3 separate regions of the Sus scrofa genome follow, and regions 1 and 3 are each linked to region 2. Evidence: chromatin contacts called from public Hi-C and HiChIP or PLAC-seq data. All regions are on one chromosome and are shown on one strand. Each heading gives the region's core, a stretch centred on a gene start, on an enhancer-like site or on the middle of the called end of the contact. The rest is flanking DNA. Distances are from core to core; before and after follow the strand shown.

The links. Hi-C and Micro-C count contacts between places; a contact is called where the count stands out from the background. HiChIP or PLAC-seq counts read pairs in DNA pulled down with a chosen protein or histone mark.
Region 1: a contact with region 2 is called in an H3K27ac HiChIP or PLAC-seq map of skeletal muscle. The contact joins two enhancer-like sites. A contact is called at or near these places in 2 of 47 Hi-C or Micro-C datasets (embryonic fibroblasts and fetal skeletal muscle) and 1 of 2 datasets of contacts at active chromatin or transcription factors (skeletal muscle).
Region 3: a Hi-C map of fibroblasts shows a contact between it and region 2, with 3 times the contacts expected there. The contact joins two enhancer-like sites. A contact is called at or near these places in 2 of 47 Hi-C or Micro-C datasets (fibroblasts and skeletal muscle) and 1 of 2 datasets of contacts at active chromatin or transcription factors (skeletal muscle).

Annotation. Positions count from the first base shown.
Region 1 is chr14:20,901,886-20,904,585 of Sscrofa11.1, forward strand. All of the region lies in intron 2 of PALLD (palladin), which reads right to left. Among named protein-coding and RNA genes, the nearest start is that of PALLD, 120 kb to the right of the region's middle. Within about 2 kb of position 1,251, at least 24 of the 83 cell types and tissues checked have an H3K27ac peak or open chromatin away from gene starts, as enhancers often do. A contact at or near this core is called in embryonic fibroblasts, fetal skeletal muscle and skeletal muscle, where this site is marked.
Region 2 is chr14:20,769,203-20,771,902 of Sscrofa11.1, forward strand. The region is part of intron 10 of PALLD (palladin); the gene reads right to left. Among named protein-coding and RNA genes, the nearest start is that of CBR4, 150 kb to the left of the region's middle. Within about 2 kb of position 1,334, at least 54 of the 83 cell types and tissues checked have an H3K27ac peak or open chromatin away from gene starts, as enhancers often do. A contact at or near this core is called in embryonic fibroblasts, fetal skeletal muscle and skeletal muscle, where this site is marked.
Region 3 is chr14:21,008,195-21,010,894 of Sscrofa11.1, forward strand. The region is part of intron 2 of PALLD (palladin); the gene reads right to left. It overlaps LOC110256756 (a long non-coding RNA gene), which reads left to right. Exons shown (of 2, transcript XR_002338685.1): 1 at 1-2,700. Among named protein-coding and RNA genes, the nearest start is that of PALLD, 11 kb to the right of the region's middle. Within about 2 kb of position 1,252, at least 12 of the 83 cell types and tissues checked have an H3K27ac peak or open chromatin away from gene starts, as enhancers often do. A contact at or near this core is called in skeletal muscle, where this site is marked.

The DNA of each region.
Region 1 (2,700 bases), core at 1-2,500, 130 kb after region 2:
GGGGGCCACACCAGCCAGGCTGTGTGAGTGGGATGGAATGCCACTTCATGCCACTCGAGGACAGTGCTGAGCGTATCCAGAGCAGCCCGGCTCTGCCTCAGAGCTGAGACTGGGTCCCAGTCTCTACATTCATCACATAAAGTCATGGTACAGGGGCCCCCGCAGCCCTGAAACCTCTTGTTCTGTGGGGTTCAGGAGGTTGAACCTGAACGTGTGGCTGTATTAACACATCACATTTTTCCTTCCAAGAAAGTAAAAGCAGGACAGGTGCAGTGGGAGGGGGGCGGTGGCACCCTCAGGGCTTAGTGGGCCTGAGCACGTGCTGGGGAGGAGGGGCCACTGTGAGGATGGCCATGGTCCCCTGGGGGATGACCTGGTCCTGAGGGGAAGGTGGGGGGAGAAGGTAGGTCCCCTCAGGGTGACCTGGTCCTGGGCAGAAGGTGAGGGGAGAAGGCAGGCAGGCACGGGTGGATGAGGGTCCCGGAGGCGACACGTCGGCTGGATATCATGAGGATGGAAGGAAAGGCTGCAGGTCAGGGCTGCAGCTGATGGGAGGAAGACCCAGCAAAGCCCAAGAACTTGGGTGGACCTTGGCTGACAAGCTGCTCCAGGCACAGCCTGAATCCAAGAGGATGAGTCTGGGCTCAAGGGAAGGGCCCCGGCTCTCGGCCCAGGCTTTGGGAGGTGGGCTGCATTTCCATTTGCCTCTGCTACTTATTAGCCTGTGACCTTGGGCAGGATGCTTCTCCTTATCAGAACATAACAAAGCAGGATAACAGATCTACCGCATAATATTTTTTGTGGGGATTAAACATGATTATGTGCCTGACATACAGCAAGGACGGTAAGACTACTGTAAGGTTGATGTGGGCCTGGGGATGAAATTAAGGCCGAATAAAAAGAAACCACAGTGACTCATGGCTCAGAGAAAGGACCTGGACCTGGGCTGCCTTGGTGGCTGGTTCCCCTGTGCTCCTCCCCCAAACCTGGGGCTGCTGAACTTTGCAGGGGGGACTGTTAGGACCCGGCCCCCATTTCAGAGACACTGAGGCCTTTAGCGACCCCAGGTGTGGGCTTAGCCTTTGGACTCCAAGGTGTTTGTTTTCCCCTCACAGGACAGAAATGGGAAGAATGTGGGAGCCAGTGGGTGTTTGAAAAGTACAAACCAATCAGCTGAGTAACGGGAATGTGATGGCAACCTTGTCACTCAGTCTGATGGTGGATGGCCCCTCCTCCTTGGACAGTGGCCAAGGACCACCTGGCGCTGGGAGGAGGACCTGGTTGGGCAGGTCCTGGCCCATGTCAGGATGGGGCCTGTCCTCCCAGGCCAGGGCAGGGCGAGCGCACAACTTTCTATGTCACATTCAAGGCATGAGGACCCCTCTGTGTCCTGACCCTGGGCTGCGTCATCGCTCCCTCCAGAGAACCGTGATGAGCCTGAGGTTCTTCCAGAGTCACCCTGCCCCCTTTCCCTCATAGCACAGTCACCCTCTCTGGCCCCGCCTCACAGGATTCCCTTCCAAGCACAGCGTGTCTGTGACCTTTTCCTGCTGTGGAGACGAATCCTGGGACGCTGGCGTCTGCTGAGACAAGATGGGCCCGGAGCCCCTCGCTTCCCTTCTCTCTGGAATGCACTCAACACTCCTGCTCAGGATTGTGAAAAAATAAAGGGGTGTGTGTGTGTGACATTTTCTTTTCAAAATAGTTTAGATCGAGTCCTGCTGGAAGCGAGGAATATGACTAAATGATTTCTGAGACTCCCTTCCAGCCAGTGATTCATATCAGACACAGAGTTCTAAGCTGGAATGGACCATTACATTCTGGGCCAAATGTCTCATTTTTGCAAATAAGGAAAGTGACGTCCACGGAGGTTAAGAGTGATGGAGGCTGTGTGCTGCAGTGGGGAGAACACGGATTTAAAGCTAGGAGTTCTGTGTCTGAGGCCAGACTTCACCGGCCACCTGCTGTAAGACCTGGAGAGGTGAGAAGGACACACACGGGATGTCCTTCCACGTGGCGTTCTGAGAACGGTGCAACATCGCCTTCTCGAAGGACATGAGAAAACGTCACAGACTGCTTTATTAACAGGCTGCATGGTCAAGCAGCTTGCTCAAGGTCGCACCATGGCAAAACCAGAGAGGTTCAATAGCCATCACACAACGCTGCCTTTTTGAAGGTCCACCAAAGCTCTAGTGAAAAATTTTCTCATAAGACCCTAATTTAATTTCCACATACTTTCCTTTAACCCCTTTGGTACACAGACTGGCGCAGATGGGCTGCAGCCTCCCTCTGCCCCAGGGTCATGGCACTCGGACCTCCGACTGAGAGCTGCCAAGGGACCCAGTACGTCTATGGCAAGATTTCCTGGAACTCCTCTAACCAGCTTCCTGGCCCCAGCGGACATGGAGGTGCTACCTGGTAGCTTTCAGTGGGCTGTTAGACTACAGCTTATACCCTGAACACTGCAGTCGGATGAGAGTGAGGCACAAAGTTAAGTGAGCACAGGTCCTTTGAGTTCCCACTGGACAGACGCTTGGGAACTGGATCAGCCAGCCGTAGGTGCTTGGCTTGCCAGTGTGGGATCAGCCACAGAGGCGATGAGGGGATGATGTGAGGAGGTGACATAGGCACCACTGAGGGCAGGGCTGCTGGGCCTTAAGCCCTGCCACCACCGCTGGTGCACGGACAAAGCTGACGGTG
Region 2 (2,700 bases), core at 84-2,583:
TTTGTTTTTTTTTTTAAATTGTGAAAACACAATAAAGGCAAGAAAAGTGTATTTATATTCATAATATATTAACACTAATATTTTCTCCATCTTTTTGCATTTTGGTCGTGTCCATGGCATATGAAGTTCCCCTGGCCAGGGACTCCAGGTCGGTTTTGTGGCACAAAAAGGTGTTTCTCACTCTGTTTAGGAGGGACCTAGAATTCCTCTTCCAAACCTCCACCATCCTCCACCCACACTACAAAAAAAGCGTCAAAATAAAATCACTGTCTGTTCATATTACTAAGTAACAAAGATCATTGAGTACTTTGGAGAGTCTGGGAGCTGGGGTTGAGATTCGCGAGGCACTGATGACTTCTCTGCATAATTTCCTTCTCTGACATCTTGAGTAACTGCCAGCACGCTCCCATCAGATAGCATGGCTAAGGGACGTTTCTCTATAGTGTAAGAGGTTAGCTTTTCTCAAAGACTGGGTTGCGGCTCAGTGTTCAGGGCACGTCTGAAAATGGGAGTCCAGACAGCTTAGCGGCTTCTTGAAAACGTTCATCCTCCTCAGCTCAGAGTTTCCTAATTTATAGGTAAAAGGAATGCGCTCCTAATGCATTTTTCCACGTTTAACAAGAGAATGTTTATTATCTCAGTTGCTCAATGCATTTCTGAACATCTCTCAGACCTGGTCCAGGACGGGATAGATACAACTTGACTTTCTCACTCCTGCTCAAAGACCCCAGATCCTGTTTTCCCCTGTAATGTGGGTAAGCAAGCGAAGCAGAAATCCTTGGACGTTTTCCTTAGCTTATTTTTACTCTCCCAGATTGCCTCGAATCCCACTAGCTTCTATTCTGAAATCCTGCAGTGCCGACTTCCTTATTTGGTTGCTGGAGCTGCTCTTTGTCTGGGTCAAACATTCTGCTAAGCTTGCAGCCTCCCTTTAAACACCCCCCACCAGCCCCCGCCTACAGCTCCCCCCCACCCCACCCCCCCACGCGCACACACACACTCACACACTTGGGAGGGAGGCGGCTCCAGCAGGTCCCTCTGACTCAGCCTCCTCCGCCTTCACAAGCCAACCGGCCCATCACTTATGCCCTTTTAAGGAGCGCCTTTGGGAAGTTGTAAGGGGCCAGAGCACTTCCAGCTGTTGGGAAAGATGTCTGTGCTGCACACATGCAGAATCGCCGCAAGGCCTGTGCCCCACGCCAGTGCCCTCCTTGTGTGGCAGGGTGGGCATCCAAAAAGGACAGAAGCCCTGAAAACTCTAGGCTGCCTCACCCGTGGTTACCTGACTCCTCAGGGCCCTGGCATGGAATCTGGCCCATAGGTGGAGTGGTTTGGTTTTGTTTCCATCCCAACTTCCTCCCTTACGGAGGAGGGAGCCCAGGTCCAGGTGGCCACGCCGGGTCCCCAGCACCCCATCCGCTCTGCTCTCTGGGTTGATAAGGGCAGAGGGGTGTCTTCTGGTTTCTGTGCTCAGGCACAGCTCTCTGCATTCCCTGTGTAAGAAGGACTCTGCCAGGGCCCATCCCGTAAAACATATAAACAACGGAGAAATTCCTCAGGCCAGCACACAGCCTTTTGGTTCCTGGAACAAAGCGGATGGTGGTATTTATTATGTCAAATAAACACATCACCCACACTCCAAAAGGAAACCTGAAACAATCAGCTGAACAAAGCACTTCTCAAGGTTTTAATCCGTTTGCAATTAGCTCTTGTCTGACTGAGAAATTAAGACGGAGCTATTTTCCCAGACGGAGGACCTGAGGGATTAAAGAGCCGAAGCCTGTTCCCAGCACTTGCTCTGAAAAGGTGTCAGAACTCGCCTCCAAAGGAGAGGAATATAAACATACAGGATATCCTATCACCTCCTATTATTTCTCATTTAGCGCTGAAAATAGTCTGTACTTTCCTTTGTCCTCTGTGCTGTCCGAGCTCCGACTTTGCCAGGCCTTGGGCTCGATGCTGTAACCAGCCTTCAGAGTCACTATCCTCACCGTCACAAGGAGCAGATCGAATTCCACAGAAAGCACATTTCTCCCTGCCTCATGACCACGCAGTCAGTTCTGCTTGTTTTGATCGCCATGGCGACCAGGGTGGAAAGAACCTCCAGCCTAGCAGAATTCCCAAGGAGTATCACCCTCTTCTGCTAGAGCCGTCTCAGACTGGCCTGGATGAATTTCTGTTGCTGGGAGTCCTAATCGGCCTGGGAGAGAAGCAGCGGAGGGACGACACACACACTTCCCCGCATCTCCATTGCTTGCAACCTCAAGGAATCAGATCGGACATGCCTGGAACATGGCTTGTGAGCTCAAACTTGCCCAGGTGTACAGCAGAGGACGTCGTGACCCTGTTATACTGTATTCTACCATGGAAACTCCACAGCTCCCCTCAAAGGAAATGGATATATGTCTGCAGTCATGAATCACTCACAAGCACATGTCCAGGGAAAAGGATTCTGTGAAAGCCTGTTTCTGAGTTTTAAAAATCAAGGTTTACATTTGTGCTTCCATCTTGCTGTCATTGAGAAGAAAGGTGGTAGTAGCAGCCACTAAAAGATGAAACAATGCATTGTTTTAGGGCAGGAAAATGTTAAACTGAGAAAATTTGACCATGATTTGGGAAACACCAGCACTCTTCACTTTTGGCCCAGGGTTCTTGGAAGCATCAAGAAACTCACCCATGGAATTCCCTGGTGGGGCAGGT
Region 3 (2,700 bases), core at 2-2,501, 240 kb after region 2:
CATATGGAAAGGAGGTCTACTGGATTCAGGAGGAAAACAATCAGAGGGGGTCCTGGCCTTATCAGACTCCGTTAGAATGCTGGGAGATACAGCCATAGGACATTGCCTGGGCCATCAGAAGACTGATAATTACACAACTGAAGGGAATCATTTGGCTGATCAGGCACCAAAGCAGGTGGCCAGAACTAAACGCCAGATCCTAAGACCAACCACCTGTTCTGAGTGTGGACCTATCCCTGGGTAAGCCTCAGCTTTGGAAATGGATTCTGAGAGAGCAGCCACGTGGGGGTTTCATGGTGACTCTGGAGACCGAGGTGGTGATCAGCACCAAACACCCCACAGGCTGGATTTAAGATGAGCAAGGACTAGTGCTCATACCTGAGCACTTCATGGAAAGAATTATCACTCATCTACATGGAGGGAGCATCATCAGGAGGAGGCAACCCATCACTCACTGGCTACAGAAATTTACTGTTGGTCCACAAATGCAAAGGACCAGTCAAAGGATAAAACAAAGTTGCCTGATCTGTGCCAGAAACATCCTAAAACCTGGCTACCCCCCATACCAAAAGGGGTGCTGACCCGAGGGGCAGAACCAGGGGATGACTGACAGAGAAGATGCTCTTCTGCCAGGAGCTGGGGACATGGTAGATATTTGCTGGTGTTCTTGACACCTTTGCAGAAGGGGCACAGGCTAGGCAGAGAAAGCTTCTGGGTGCAGGCTAGGCAGAGAAGGCTTCTGGGATTTGCCTCTTTCAAGCCAAAGTGACGGTGGAGGCGCTTTAGCAGCCAAGGTGACTCCAGGAGGTCTGGGGCCCTTGGACCAGACACGATGGAAGCTCATGCTCCCTGGGGACCTCCTATAACAGGGCAGGGCCCTCCCCCACAGGGTCTGCTCCAGCTCCTCCTGAAGCACCCAGATGACAGTATCTGATGCACATTCCTGAGTTGCTTCACAGATGCTAAAATCCCCACCAAAGGGAAGATGTTAACTAGCTGATGACCAGGAGCACATAAAATGTTAACCCCTGTGACATAGCCCTGTGACCTTACCATCAGCCAATCAGAGGATAGTGTGCAAGCCAGTCACTTACCCTGTGACCCCTCCCCCGTCTTTAAAAATGCTATACGATTTTGTTCGGGGAGTTTGGGGTTTGTGGGACACAAACCACCAGTCTCCCTGCCTGGCTCTGCAATAACCTGGCTCCAAACTGTATTGTTTGGCCTCACTGTGTGTCCAGCCCACGCACTTGTATTTAGTAACTCTCAGTCTACAGGGAAGGGGGAAAGGATGAGTCACTCCTTTAAAAAGATAGTAGCCAGAATAGGCCAAGAAACCAACATAACTTGGATAAGGTTTTACCAACTGCCCCCACTGAGGGGCAGAGCAGCCCTGGAAGCAGCCCCAGTTAAGCACTTACTGTTCTGTGGGCAACCTTCCTTAAGACGGAGTACCTCTGTGTCTTGAAACTGTTCACATGGCAACAAACAAACAAGATATGATAAAATGTGCACAACTCTTGGTGCCATCTTATCTTCTACACAGGTATGTGCTTCTAGTCCCCTCACATTTCTGGTGGATGTCCCCCTGAGCTGCACAAGCTAGGGACCGGTGCTCCTTTGAACTTGGACAAACCAGCCACTTGAGGATCAATGTCACCCCATGGGATGTGGAATGACCCTATTGCGTCCTTCAGGTCACTTTCTCCAGTAAAGCTGAGTCACGCCTTGGGTAACCACTCCCAGGGAACTTAAATCACAGGAAAACTTGTCAAAGGAAAATAGGGCAGCTAAGACACCCCCTGGCCAGGATGAGAAGGAAACAGACATCTCGAAAGTAGACTGTTTCTGTCCAATAGTTTGGACCAGGCCTACGTAAATCCAAATTCAATCACCAAAATGTTAAAAAACACCACGTTTTCATGGATCCCCAAAAGATTACGGTCTGTTTTCAAAGGACTGTTAAAATCTGGGAGTCACAGTTCCGTGCATCTTACACTTAATCCTTTTATTCATTCAAATTCATACTTACTACCTCACCATTCATATGCTGATTGCTCAGACTTAGGAGTTCAAGGTGGATCTCCGGAATTTTTACAAATAACTGCACAATAATTTCATTTCCCTTATAAAAACCTAGGCCCTCATCAGCAAGAAGCAGATAGACCAGGCTTTACCCCAAGACGGAGGACCTGACAAAGTGAAGCACGTAGGACATCTACCAGCTGAAGCTGATTTGCCACCAGAGATTGCGTAAGCCGGGAATTACTTTACCCAGGGCCCTGCACATGCGCAAGGCGGGAACCGCGCCTCCAGGATGACACTAACCGAGCATCCTCAGTCCACCGACTGCCAAAAACAGAAACGCTGCCACCTGAGCCCTTCTGCAGGCGGGGATCCTTCAATGAGGGAAACCTGACCTCCAGCAGCCTGAGGCGCTTACAAGAGCTGATGAGCAAGGCAGCTTCCAATCTTGAAGTTCCCTAAACCCTTAAATTCCACCCTGATCCTGGGATCCCAGACGGACTTGAGCCGTCCCTCTCCTCTCCTTGCTGGCCGACCTGGCAATAAAGTGCTTTCTTGTCTCAAAAGTCATGGCCACAATATTGGCTCCCATGTGTTTCAGGCAGCCCGCCCTTGCTCGGTAACAGAATCTTCTTTCACAGGCACGTAAGACCAAAAACCCACGCCAATCATCTG